Regions from separate parts of the Mus musculus genome. Here all the other regions are linked to region 1. The links are chromatin contacts, called in public HiChIP or PLAC-seq maps. All regions are on one chromosome and are shown on one strand. Each heading gives the region's core, a stretch centred on a gene start, on an enhancer-like site or on the middle of the called end of the contact. The rest is flanking DNA. Distances are from core to core; before and after follow the strand shown.

The links. HiChIP or PLAC-seq counts read pairs in DNA pulled down with a chosen protein or histone mark.
Region 2: a contact with region 1 is called in an H3K4me3 HiChIP or PLAC-seq map of embryonic basal ganglia, with 2.7 times the contacts expected there. The contact joins two enhancer-like sites. A contact is called at or near these places in 5 of 39 promoter capture datasets (the C10 cell line, the HPC-7 cell line, cranial neural crest and 2 more), 2 of 115 datasets of contacts at active chromatin or transcription factors (embryonic basal ganglia and liver) and 1 of 9 other capture datasets (liver).
Region 3: a contact with region 1 is called in an H3K4me3 HiChIP or PLAC-seq map of embryonic basal ganglia, with 2.5 times the contacts expected there. The contact joins two enhancer-like sites. A contact is called at or near these places in 14 of 484 Hi-C or Micro-C datasets (the G1E-ER4 cell line, the N1E-115 cell line, Sertoli cells and 8 more), 1 of 115 datasets of contacts at active chromatin or transcription factors (embryonic basal ganglia) and 3 of 9 other capture datasets (embryonic tail, embryonic trunk and liver).

The regions. Positions count from the first base shown.
Region 1 is chr2:71,243,732-71,248,436 of GRCm38.p6, reverse strand. It overlaps Dync1i2 (dynein cytoplasmic 1 intermediate chain 2), which reads right to left. Exons shown (of 16, transcript NM_010064.4): 6 at 1,653-1,748; 7 at 1,262-1,424; 8 at 1,049-1,148; 9 at 491-616. Among named protein-coding and RNA genes, the nearest start is that of Dync1i2, 34 kb to the right of the region's middle. Within about 2 kb of position 2,891, at least 59 of the 459 cell types and tissues checked have an H3K27ac peak or open chromatin away from gene starts, as enhancers often do. A contact at or near this core is called in embryonic basal ganglia, where this site is marked.
Region 2 is chr2:71,492,097-71,496,801 of GRCm38.p6, reverse strand. The region is part of intron 1 of Metap1d (methionyl aminopeptidase type 1D (mitochondrial)); the gene reads right to left. Among named protein-coding and RNA genes, the nearest start is that of Dlx1, 35 kb to the left of the region's middle. Within about 2 kb of position 2,086, at least 16 of the 459 cell types and tissues checked have an H3K27ac peak or open chromatin away from gene starts, as enhancers often do. A contact at or near this core is called in embryonic basal ganglia, where this site is marked.
Region 3 is chr2:71,418,714-71,423,418 of GRCm38.p6, reverse strand. It overlaps Hat1 (histone aminotransferase 1), which reads right to left. Exons shown (of 11, transcript NM_026115.4): 5 at 3,065-3,244; 6 at 2,708-2,829; 7 at 2,104-2,208; 8 at 1,680-1,786. Among named protein-coding and RNA genes, the nearest start is that of Hat1, 32 kb to the right of the region's middle. RefSeq lists an enhancer at 1,348-4,705. Within about 2 kb of position 2,383, at least 6 of the 459 cell types and tissues checked have an H3K27ac peak or open chromatin away from gene starts, as enhancers often do. A contact at or near this core is called in embryonic basal ganglia, where this site is marked.

The DNA.
Region 1 (4,705 bases), core at 1,642-4,141:
TTAACTCATACAATCAGTAAGAGTCACAAATTTTAAGTTTTGCTAAATCCACTTTAAAAAAAACTACATCTACTTCCTACTTCAACCACATGTTTTTACTTAAAACTATTTAGTTGCAACTCCTCCGGCCATGACTAAGAGATTCAGGGGCTGAGGTCTAATTATATATTCTGTAGTAAGTCCCACTTCCTGTGAGAACAACGCATTCCAGAAGACTGTCTATATGGTCAATCACAGTAACAGAAAGTCAAAACTGCAACGGACTTTAGGTGTGCTTAACCATGATAAGAGATATTAGAAAAGCTAAAAAGGGCAGATCATACTGAACTAAGAGTGCTCAGCTTTGTGTGTGACAGCTGTTTGCAAATATGGTGTGGTTCAGTAAACGCCAGTCCAATGAAATCATGTTGATGGGAAAAGGAAAAAGGCACTTGTCTAAATTCATGAATGAATCCTTAAACATGGGAAGACAGCTGAAGGACGACCTTACCTGGCAGTGGAACACATACTCTGGGGTAGTTTTTTTGTACTTCATATTCCACACGAGGGCCACACCATCAGGCTCATGAGGAGCCTCTTCATTGTTATTATAGGAAGCCACAAGTAATTCTGGATACTGCTCACAAGAATCAAGAAGGAAAAGAAAAGTACGAATAGTAAGAACTATTTTATGTTCTTAACTATCTATCAAGTTGTTCTGAAAATTATCTTCATAGTTACACTCACCAAGATGCTAGTCTAATTTTAAATTAGCACAATTTAACATTTAAAATGTTTAATTTTTATACAAGTGGTTAGTGGATAATTAAATTAGCAAAATTGAGTTTGAACATAAAGTCCTGAATTTCAAATCTAAAAGCAGTTCCAATTTTTCCTTCTAAGGTACGCGAGTCAATGTGACAATGGCAACGTCAGAAACACCACCCAGTATTATTTATTTAACGTGACATACACTGATTTAATTACAAGAAGTCTTATAACCAAAATAAAACTATATGCTAATTAGAATTAAAAAGTGAGTTATAACAACTGATTTTTTTATACTTACCTGGGATGACCAATCCAAACAACTAACAACTCGATGCTTTGACCAACGCTCATCAAAGAACTGTCGATTTAATGACAGCTTAGCACCTGCTTGAATCTCCCTACAGGAAAAGATCACCCCCCCCAGAAAAGACAGCATTATAACTTGTGTCATTCTTAATATTAACATACTTTTAAGGCTGCAGAAGCTATGACCTTAAGAACTAAATATTACCCTTCTTTGTCTTCCAAGTCTCTCCCACTGTAGTCAAAGAAGATGTTAATCTGCTCAGAAAGGGCTCTTTCTACAATTCTCGTAGAATGGTCAAAGAAACTTAAAAATTCTTCTGAGTGTAAAATCTGTTGCTTTTCTTCTTCAGTTAGTTCATGAGGTGGAGCTGGAAAAAGAGTTTGTCTTTGTTTTTAAAGTATGATTTAGGCCAATTAAATCCTGTCAACTCACTATTATAATATGGTTCAAGAAATGCCACATATTCTTTTGAAATGAAACTCACCTCTGATTTAGAGCATTTTACTCTACTTTAACTCATAAATAATAAAACAAGTTTAAAAAGAACTCAGCAAAACAGAAATAAAACAAAAATTCCTTAAGTATGTTAAGGTACCTTTGCTATCATTCTCTTCGTCTTTTTTCAAAGTTTTCTCTTCTTCAGGTTCAACAGGAGGTTTAGGAGTTGCTACATCATCTTCCTCCTCCTCATCTGAACAATAAACAAAGACTAGCTTAATACAGACAGCTGTAGATTGACTCTGAGGCAGTATCTCAGAGGCATCACAACTCTCCCAAGGTGAAGCACTTGTAAAGACAGCCACAAACAGTGGAATTTTACCAGCACCAACTTAAAGAATGAAAGGGAAACTTGAATTTTAAGATACCTGTGGTACCTCATCAAGGGTTATCCTATTCTGTAGCCATGTGAAGCACGAGTGAGCTATAAGAAGGATGAGCTCCTCATGGAGTCTGAGCTTACAAGCATTACTATTCTAGACAGAACAACATGCGACTCCTCCACAGTTCTGTGGAGCATGCTGACACATTAATGCGGCAGAATGAAGAAAATCAAATGTCTAAAACAGCCCACAGAGCTGGATGCTTCCTTGTGATCTGAAACCATCAGTGTCTGATGGGTCTTCCTGGGACATAACGATGCTTACATTAACTCTCAGGTTGCTATTTGAGAGGCAGATTCTAAAGATAATAGCTTTGAGATCACATTTTCTATTCTGTCATTTTAAATGCGAGTCTCATTATCTATCACTGTGTGATGTGCAATAAGCACTTAACACAGTTTTCTTTAATTTTAATAAAAATAAATGAAGATATACAATGTTTATAAGACTTTTAAAAATTATCAAATCTCATGAATCCCCAAACTAGTATAAACTTGAAATAATTTATTTAAAAATGTTACAGGACATATAGGTTATATAATCCTGTCTACCATCTCTTTTTGCTACAAACTAAGGTAGAAATCATAAAAAGGGGGGACGGGGGAAGCATGTATTTTTCTTGCCCACATACATCTTAGTTGTGTATCAGGGAATGGCAGCAGGCATCTGCAACAGAGTCCATCTCCAGTAATGAAAGCCTATTCAGAAAGGGGCTTTCCTTGTCTGTTATAGTCATTTCCCTGACCCATGTACAAAATGATCTAACACACACACACACATACAACCTACACAAAAGAACGGTCAAGGATGGGACCAGCTGCCAAGTCACGGTCCCAGCAGTCAGGCCAGCTGACTAGATAGCAGCAACCAGATGGCACTGCTGGGCTTGTGTCTTTCTGCTGCAAGGTGGCAAGGGGATGGCATAACATTCTTCCGCTTGACTGCTTCCAATCCTGTGTCTCTCCCCAATGGTGAGCCTGTGCAATTACCCACACTCCAGGAGGCTACAGACAAGCCTTTACCCTGCAAACAAAATGCAGCTTGTAGGCCACACCAGCTGCCAAACCACACACAGTGTTAGATTTAGAGAGCTAAGAAAACCTTTCCAACTCTATAGTCTAAGCAATAAAAATATAACTGTACCTGTGCAGAGAAAGCTTTAAATGACACTGTATAACGCACACAATGATACAACCTCCAACTTAATCAGAATGATAATGACGTATGCCAATCCTACATTACTTGAAATTGAGCGATTTTTACGTCTGACAAGTTTACAGAACTGGGATAAATGGCACGAGTGATTTCAATATATGCTCATACTTTTGAACCAAATGGTGAAGGTTAAAATTTTTCCTTTCAAGGGCCTCAATCAGCCACAAAGGAAAACAGTAATCACTGTCTTTTCAGCCAGCCCAACCGCATTTGTCAGCCCTTTCTCCGTCAATGCAGCCAGAGCAATCAACCTGCCAAACATTCAGAATGGAAAAACAATCTGAAAATACAGGGTATAATGCACCTGCCAGTGAAAATGGCCATTTCAAGAAAAGCTAGTGATCTCAGTGACCCTGCTGAGGAGGCGGTGGCGCAAAGGGGAAAGAACACGTAAAAGAATTCTTAGTGATCGCCACTCTCTTGCACACTGACACTTCCTTACAAAGCATGCCAATTACAGCTTTTGTGCTACTTAAAAAAATGAAAGCTTTTTTGGGGCAAAATAATCACATAGAGAAACAGAAAGACACTACTCCTTCTTAGATGAATTCTCATACACAAAGGATTATTAATCTGAAAACAGTGTGTCTGATGGTGACTCTATCTTGTACTGTTCCAACATTAGGATGCAACTCTGCCAGAGAAAAATCTTCAGGGATACCGAAATGAAATAATTTAATTACATTTATTTATAAGCTGAGTTCTAGAATAACTTAACATGAGTGTTGCTCTCATACCACTGTGGGTTTCTTTCTCCTTTCTTTTCTTTTTACATTTAGTATGAGAAAAAAACATACCTCAGCTTTTGCTAATACCATCAGCTTTCCTAATTCTATTAACTACCAGGTTCACTGTATGTAAATTCTAAAACTAAGGATATAAAGTCTCCCTAGATCCAGCACAAGTCCTTCTCGAGCATGGTGACTTATAAATGACAGACTCCAGCCCATATTGTCTCCTCCCTCTACTTGGCTGTACTACCCCACTCCTACTTACCATTCCCAAAGATGGGGGTCAAACTCCTGTTGTAATGCATATATATATGTATGTATATATATATATATATATGTATATATATAGTCAGCATATTTTAGTGCTAAGTGACTGCATAATGTGCATATTTAACAGGAAAGATTTCATACAGACATTCTTTCCTTCTGAAACATTAATGTGGATAGTGTGTTAGCCGCTGATCTGTGTATGTTTGCTACACAACATTTGCCAACACAGGTGGATGGTTAACAGCAATTCCTTAAACACAACCCTTAGAATTCCATTTTAGAATCAATAAACTGATATCCTTTTCTATAATGATTAACCATGGACTTAAAAACTGTAATTAATACTTAAACCAAGTTTCAGAAAGGCCATTTAAGTAATTATCCAAGAATATAAAAGCAAACATTAGGCTGCTCTAAAAAAACTCTACAAAAATAGACTATTTTCACTATAAAGGATATTTTCAGTAATTACCTACTATGTGTGTGTATCTATACACATACATGTATAATAGGTTATTTACTACACACATGCACACATATATGTATGTCAA
Region 2 (4,705 bases), core at 837-3,336, 250 kb before region 1:
ACCTATAGCAATATCAGCACACACAAAAATCTCCCGAAGTCCCCATCTGAATTCATGCTTAATGCATCTTCACTATACAACACCAAATGAAAGAAAACATTGGGATGGGAATCTTTGACAGTCTTAGGAATCGTCTCTGCTGTAATCCACGGCGGGAGGCGTGGTGGGAAAGGGTGTCAATAGCCACAGCCCAAAATGGAAAAGCAAAAGCCTGAGGGAGCCCTATCCAGGCTTCCATGGCCGAGACTAAACAGACTCAAGACAACAGAAGCCAAGATCACGCATCAAGGAGCTAACTTCAACAAACAAACAAACAAACAAACAAAAACAAAGAGAAATTATATAAAAGCCTTTTTCAGTGCAAGGAACAATATGCAATTTTTCTCAAGATGGCTTTGAATTTGGTATAGCTACATTGCCACAAGTAATTTTTATCTTCCATTCAACTGGGTAGACTCAGTTGACCATATGAATAAAGACACATTTGACAGTTTTATGCACCAATATAAAAAATTAACTGTAGTCTGCTTCCAACCTAAGTGTAGCTACTGCTGCCGCCGCTTCTTCCTCTTCCTCCTCCTCCTCTTCTTCCTCTTCTTTTCTTCTTTCTTCTTCCTCTTTTTCTTTTAAAAGATGTTTTAAAACAATGTCGATTCTGTTTTAAAAGCTAAAAACTAAAACCAATAAAATGTATACTCCTTATTTATATGTGGCTGGGTACTTCTCACATCTGGAAATAGCACTTGAGAACTTCTGCTGGAAATGTTGGGAATATTGCTCACATTTAGTGGAATGATAAATTCATCGTGTTTTTTTAGATTAATATTTAATAATATTCCCACAGACCTGAAATATCTGATGTATAAAATATCTGAAAAATATTTACTGTCTAATATTATATGTATTGAACACTTTTTGAGGTTTAATTCCACCAGAATGTCAAAAGGAAAACCAACTCCCAACATAACAGCCAATTTGTGGCTCAAAAGAGGAAAACAGTGTAAAAATTAATGTGGTATGGTTTACTATAAATGTGTTTTGGGGTGGTCTTCTAAAAGAAGTGTCTTTCTAGCCAGGCAGTGGTGGCACACACCTTTAATCCCAGCACTTGAGAGGCAGAGGCAGGAGGATTTCTGAGTTCTAGGCCAACCTGAGTTCCAGGACAGCCAGGACTGCACAGAGAAACTCTGCCTCGAAAAAACAAAAAAAAACAAAAAACCAACCAAACAAAAAAGTGTCTTTTTAATTTTATATGAGTGCTTTTTTTTAAGATTAATTTATTTTATGTATTTGAGTACACTGTAGCTGTTGGATCTTATTACAGATGGTTGTGAGCCACCATGTGGTTGCTGGGAATTGAACTCAGGACCTCTGGAAGAGCAGTCAGTGCTCTTAACTGCTGAGCCGTCTCTGCAGGCCTCTTTCACTTTTTAATGGAGCACCTCACAATTTTCTGTGTCACCCTTGTACAAAGGTCATACTAACCTCTGCTCATTCCGATTTTACTGTTTGCTGCTGAAGTGAGCACAGCTCTTGGATTCTTGTCGGAACTGACTCCCTTCCCTTGAGCACTCATCAGTTTACTTGGACAGGCTAAATTCCTTTCCTCCTTTGATCGGAATGGAGCTTCCTCAGCAGGTTGCTATGGTAACTGTGCGATGACAGACAGAAAGGAGCAAAGGATAAACCCTCAGTTTGAAAAAAATATGCTTTGGGATGAGCAAGTGATTTACAAAGGGTTCTGAGATCCTAGGTGGGGCCCCAGAGCTGCTGCTTACAGCAAGAACCTACAGCACCCTGCCCCTCCCAGCATCACAGTGGGGCCACCTTGACCACCAAAGCTGACTACAGATGTACCAAGACCTTAGGCAGCATGAAGACTTGAACTCGCGAGGAAGACTCATGCAGCTTAGTGCTGGCGTTTTTCGGGTTAATCCTTGCTGATTTGGTGGTCCACAGCAGGGTCTGTGGAAGGTCTTTTCTTCCGAGTGTAGGTGGAAAAGACCCTCCTCTTTTCAAGCCTCAGTACCTTCTAAACATGGTGTATAGAAACACTCTTACGTTGTGCACGGAGTGGGCGGAGAGATTTCCTGCCAGGGAAAGCTCCTGTCTGCAGAGAATATTCCCCTGGGAAGCTCACCATCACGCTCTTAACACTTACATCAGATGCTATTTCCAATTTTATTTAATTAATTTTTTTCTTTCTTATGCTGAGGATTGAGCCTAGAGCTTTTGCACTGCAGGTTATCGCTCCACCATGCGCACACCCCAGTCTAGAACGCTGCTGCTTTTAGCCCATTACTAAGCTGTATCCAGTCAATGTAGTGCTTAACCCTAAGCACTTACATTGTCCTTGGTAACCTCATTTGTAGAACTCAAATATATTTGTTTTGGTGTACGATCTGCTTGACAAAAACACCTAGATCTCTCCAAAGCCTATTGTTTAAAATGTACCAAGAAGTCTTTGCACAAAAATTCCTGTTTATTAAACAGTGATACAGGAAGAACTTGTTTACATTTCAAGGACTAGCAACATACATCATTTATGACAAAAAAGGCAAGCACTCCATAAGAAATGCTCAATCACTGTCAATCATGAACACTAAAATATACATAAACCAAAGCACGCGCTGTGAACTATATTAAATTCAGCTAAACACAGAATTACCAATGGAACAAACAAAACAACAAATAATTATCAGTGACTCACAGACCTATTTACACAACACACAAAATAACTTGGAAAAGTGTAACCATGGAAACCTGTTAGCCTAAATTTGGTGCCTTCAAATTCTGCATTTACTTAAAACGCCATGCAAAGGATGCCCTTACACACTGTAAATGTTTCAAGGGCTGTCAAAGCTGATCTTTGTTATCAGATCATTCATCAAAATAGTTTCCACAGTAAATTAGTTGTCTTGAAAATTATTCAAACACCAGTTTAATAAAACTATGATAAAAAATGTCAGCCAGTTTTTCCCAAAAAAATTCAGAAGTGTTATTTCCATAATCACTGATTAGCAACTATTTGTAACAAATCCCATAATAGTCGAGTGATATTAAAGCACACTTTGACACACTGCTGTATGCCATCACCACCCCACCTGCTCTTGGGAGAGCTAGAGAGGAACGGTTTTGGCTGGGTCAGTGCGTGCTGTTCACTATCGATTACCATTTGGATAACAGCGTTTGATGCGATAGCCACTCCCATTGTCTTACATCTTCATGATGTAATGTCTAAAGCACTACGTCGTAGCTCACCAGCTCCCTCGCTGAGGATGCAAGGCTCAGTGTGTACGCCCGTTATATAGATGAGCAATGGGTGTTGTTTGACATGACTGAAATGGGTCAACAGTATTATCCTTGACACATTAATCATCCAGACAGCCAGAAGGCAGAGGGGGGAAACTAAAACTAGAGAATCTATTCACACAAGTGACGCTGGCTATTGGCCATATCTAGGATGTGGTTAAAGAGAAGGAAGAGGTACAGACTCTGAACACATGTTTCATTATTTATTCAGAAACCCTAGCTCTATTTCCAGAATTCGAGTGAACACCCACAGAGACAGATTGCTGAGACACTGTATTGTAATTTTAAAAAAAAAAGGCATTTGATGAAAATCTATGTCAAGCAAAGACCTTTTCCATTCAAGAAGAACAAGTACATTTTGAGGAACAGGGTTCCAAGTGAGACTGAGTCCCCGGGGGGGTAGGGTGAGGGCCCTGGAGTGTATAGAGGGAACCAGACAGAGACACACAGGCTCAGAGTCCTCACCGTGGACAATATAACCCCACCTGCATCTGTTTAGGGGTCCTGGGAAGTGGAGAAGAGACAGGAGGAGACGAAATGCAGGTGTCCTAGGATCATCTGACCTAGCCCTGAGTCAAAACAACTACCCGAGGAGGGGCAAAGAAAGTCTGATTATGAAGTTTCACATAGCAACCCTAGTCTCTTTTCCTTCCACCTCATGCTGACCTTGGTACTGGCTGATGTAGGATGGGTTTGGCCTACAAAGCTAGTGACCGGGTCAGAGCACTACCCTCGAAGATAATCATTCCCCTAACTTGTTCCACAGGAGGAATGGAAGTGTTCCCAGTCATTTCTCTCCACAGAGCCCTCTGGTAGGGACTGTGACAACTCAAAGAAAACACTTTCTACACACTATTTCATTCTTTGTGTTTTTCTTTGCTTTCTTTTTCTTTATTTATTTTTAGTTTTTTCCCCTCCTCTGTGCACAGTTGTTGAGTCTGTATTATGTTATGGATCCCTTGGAACTGGAGTTACAGACAGGTGTGAAGTGCCATGCGGTTGCTGGGAATTGAACCCAGGGCCCCTGGAAGAGCAGCTGGTGCTCTTAACCACTGAGCCATCCTCTCTCCAGGCCCTGTTTCTCTTTTCTAGGTAGTCCAAGCTGGGTTTGAGTTAGCCATCTTCTTCCTATCATATTTTACATTTTATGTGCTTATGATTTTATTAAGCATCTATTTTGAAAGTAGTGTATCTCTTTAATCCCAGTAATTGTGTGGCATAGGCAAGTGTATCGCTGAGTTCAAACCAGTGTATCCTGGTCTGCAGAGTTCCAGGAGAGCCAAGGCTACACAGAGAAACCAAGTCTTGACAAGCCCAAAACAAAAACAAAAACAAAAACAAAAACAAAAACAAAAACAAAAACAAGGAAAGAAGGAAGGAAGGGAAGGGAAAG
Region 3 (4,705 bases), core at 1,134-3,633, 180 kb before region 1:
ATTTAAAAACCAAACAAACATCTTGGGAGGAAGGCACTGGAGAAATGGCTAGTTGGTTAAGAGTAACTGCCACTCTTGTAAACAATGAGTTCAGCCCCCACACTCATGTAAAGTGCTCATAACTACCTCTAACTCCAGCTCAAGGGACACAAACAAAAACACACCCTCCAGTAGTCCTGAATTCTGCACTGAGATTCTCAGATTGAAGATGTTCTACCCTATAACTAATCGTGAGGGAAAAGTGGCTTTCAAGGATGTTTTTTAAGATCTATTTATTTTATTTTATGTATATGAGCACTCTGTAGTACAGATGGTTGTGAGCCTCCATGTGGTTGATGGGATTTGAACTTAGGACCTTCGGAAGAGCAGTCAGTGCTCTTACCTGCTGAGCCATCTCGCCAGCCCAATTTCTTTTTTTGTTAAAGTTTTGTTTTGAGACAGTCTCCCTATGTAGTCCAGGTTGACCTGAAACTCAATCCTCCTGCCTCAGCCTCTTGAGTGCTGGGAATAACTATAGGTATAGATGCCACTACACCTGGTAGTGACTTTCAGTTTAATTAGCAACTTTATTAACTTTATTAATGTGGACATTACCCGGGGTAAGAAAATGACATTAATGTTCTTCAAGCATTGTTTTTGTTTTGGCAGTTTAGTCACATACTAAGAAAACTAGAATATCATCTAATAAGGTTTTTTTTTTCCTTTCTTTTTGTTGTTTATTTAGTTTTTCGAGACAGGGTTTCATCTGTGTAGCCCAGGCTGTCTTGCAACTCTCTCTGCAGTCCAAGCTGGCCTAAAATTCAGAGATCCACTCTATAGTCCAGACTTCTCCAGAGCTGACCATGTAATACCATGCTGGCCTGAAAATCATAGAAATCCCCCTGCCTCAGCTACCCCAGTGCTGAGATTATAGGCATGAATCCACACTCCACATATCCTTCTATTTCTAAAAACTAGTTTCCTTTCTTCTGAGCATACTACTACTTCTACAGCTAATTCATACTGGGAGGATGTTTCCACATGTGACATTTCATCTTATCTACTACTGGGATGGCATGTTTATCAAAATATAAAACACACTTTAGAGACTATGTCTTCTGGGCTAGAGGTCAAGTCAGCAGTCAAGTATGCATATTGCTCTTGAGAGGATCTGAGTTCAGCTCCCAGGGTTCAAGTCAGGCATCTTCCAACCTCTCACTAACTCCAGTTCAGGCAACCAGAGTCCCTCTTCTGTTTTCTGTGGGTGCTTAAACTCATATGCACACCCACACAGAGACACAAGCATTGTTACATAATTAAAAGAATAATAAATCTTTTAAAAAGTATCTTCTATTAAGGAACTACTCCGCTCCCCCAACTATGGTTTAAAATTAACACATGGGTATCTTCTAAGTGATGTAATCTTTGCCAAATAAGTTAAACAAATAAGTTACAGCATACTTAGCACGCATCTATATCTGATCACAATTTCCCCAAATATATTTACTTCATTATTTTTAAGTTGTCCACTTTAGTTAGGGATGCAGCCCGATCTCCATAAAAGCTTAGATCTAAAATGTACCCTAAAAGAAATCTTCAAACAGTCCTCTAAAGTCCCCAGATGAATACTGACACTTAAGACAGAAATAAAACTAAGATATTTGAGAAAGGCTCTTCTAGTAACATAAAATTTTACATACCTGTAATATCAAGAACTGTAGGAAATGAAATGTAGTATCTATGAACTGTTTCAAGAAGTTGAGCACCGTGGCCCTGACCTTGAAATGGAGTCAGTATCAGCATCTGACTATAGTAAAAATAAATAAATAAATAAATCTAAATTAAAACATCTTATCATGTCCAGTTGGAAATTGTCAAATTATTGTCGTATGAAAGTTGGTACTTTTTAAAAATCAAACTTGAAGAAACCAAAAAATTACCAACATACACAAAATTAGTCTACTCTGCCTCAGTTTCAAAGAGAACAATAAAATAAATCAGTACATAGCCAATGAATGGTGATTTAAAAACAAAAAACAAATCAACATTACTATAACAAGTATTGGAAACTTCAGCAGTTCCTTCTGAAATAAAAGACAAGGCACGTGTTATACTGCCAATTACCTTACACGTGGCCGGGTTTTGTCTGGGTACACATAGTAATTATAGACTGTCATGTAGCCTACGGTCGCAAAGAGCGTAGCTCCATCCTTATTATACTTCTCAAATCTGCAGATAAAACAGAAAGCCAAGCAGGTCAATTACAGTCGCGCTCCCATGCAGTGTCCATTTTCTTTTCCATTCTCTGACTGAATTTTCAGTGTCAGCAAGCTACTCTGTGAGGGCCCAATGGGTACACCTGCTATGTTCTGAATGTACAATTCACTTAATTGGTGTGCAGCAACTTGGATAAATCAGACCTCTTTACATCACTTCAGTGCACTTGCCTATTATAAAGATGAATAGGTGGCAAGTAAAAGAAAACACAGGCAAAGCTCATTTTACTGTTTAAGCCTACATTCAGGGCCTTAACGGACAACAGCATTTAATTCAGTTCCATTCTCAAGTCCCCCAAAGCATAATGAAGGCAAACTCAAGCCCCATAAACAATAGTTTTTCTTTCCTGGGAAAAATATCATTATACTGCCCCAATAATTGGGCTGCCACAATTAAAATGCTGGCTTTGTGGAGGTAATAAGGTCCACTGTTGCTTTAGAACTGTACTTACACTAGAAAGTAGTGCCATCTTTCATCATCCACGTCAATAAAGCTAGCAGTTTCAATAAACCACATCAAAAAGGTCTGAAGCCTTTCATGATATTCTCGAAAGCCTCTACATGTCATGTCAGCCTAGGGAAAAAGCCAGGAAAAGTCAGGTGAAACTCATCACAGAGGTAACTGAAAGTCTGTAGAACACAAAACTATCCTGTGGGAAAATGGTTAGAAGTCTCAGATTAAATATGTATACAAACAGACAGTCAAAACAGATCTAGTTAGTGTCAATAAAACCTTTTTATCTCACACTACATTTGCAGAATATAAAATCCCATACAGGTTCCATGCAAAGGGAACTACTTCTTTTTACCTTGTGGATCTGGAAAGTAAAGGTTTCACCTCCTGTCTGACTAGGAACTGTGTATGTATGGAGGAGGGTTCCAAAAGGCTTGAAATTAGTTTCCTTTTCCAGCAAGGAAAGAAAATCATTTGTGTTTGTGCAAAACCCAGGTGGAATGATTTGTCTGATTTTGCCTTCAACATCATCTGCCTGAGGAATAGAGAACAAAGGATAAAAATTAATAAATTTAGTTTTTAACTGAAAATATTTTCTTTTTTTTAAAGTGAACAAAACTGGTTTAGATGTAGTGATTAATCCCAGCACTCAGGAAGCAGAGTCAGGTGGATCTCTGAGTTTGAGGTCAGTCTGGTCTACATAACAAGTTCCAGGCCAGCTAGGGAGCAACCCCATGTTTGAAAACAAAACAAGATTCGTTAATGGACAAAACCAACAGGTATCACACAAAACTTCACAAATAAACTATGTAAGTAAACAATGCGGTGGAACGGGAAAGGATGTTTTATATAAACAAACTACTCTCACACAAATTTGAGATGAACGTTAACAGGAAAACAAATTTAAGAGGCAGGTAGTCTAACATCAAGTGCAAGAGTAATAGCTGTTCCACTGAGATTTCTAACATCATATAGAAAATTATTACCTACCGCCCTTCTGACAATCTTAACAAGCCAAAACAAAAGGCTGCTTGTTATTTTGCACGTGTCAAAGAAACCTTATTATTCAAGACATGAGAAGATAAGCAGCAGTAAGTAAGTGGTAATGCTAGATAGTCTGACCAAATGAATAGCAAAGCAGACAGATAACACCTTCATGTGCTAAACTAAGATGGGAATTTTTTATCTTCACTTAGGAAATAGAAAAATCATATGAATGGTTATATTATCCATTGATCTCCACAATGTGACAACTTTCATAGACTTGGATTTGTGATCGTATAAAAGAGAAAAGACTGGACAACAAAATTAAACTCACAGATTAAAATCACCCTTGTTAAACAAGCTCAATGAATGAAAACTATCAGCTGAGCAGACTTCATAATCCTTTTCAAAACCCCAAAAGACCACTTGATTGAATACATTTACTACTTCTCTTTAACCATGAATATTTGATGAGGTCTTACAATAAAGTATTACTCCTTCTCACCAGGCAATAAAACTTAATGAATTGGTCTCAACTTAACAAAACCGTATCCTTCAATACAGCCCCTAAAAGCCTGACATTACATTCAACAAAATGAGCTTGCATTCTATTCAAACTTTTTCCTGAACAATGAGGCCAGGTTTTTACTTAATGGAGTTTGCCGTGAGTTCAGCTGTAATGTTTGTATTGTATCTATTTCCACAAGGACTGACACAAGAACACTTTGTGTTAACTTACTAAGCAGCTCTTTCATACCGTTTACATGCATGATGGGTATTAGTTCTAAACCAAGACCCTTGCTACTTAGCATTCAAAACAGGGAAATTAAGATGCTTAGGACAAAATACACTACAAAAGGCTAATACAACATGCTACTAATTCCTGTCCTTTCAACCATCTTTTAACTAAGTAGGAGCAATGCACCTGCAGATGAATAGTACTTTATTATCATTCAGTTACATTTTCAGATAGAGATAAGGATGGAGCCTATCACAAATGAGTTTTATTCCC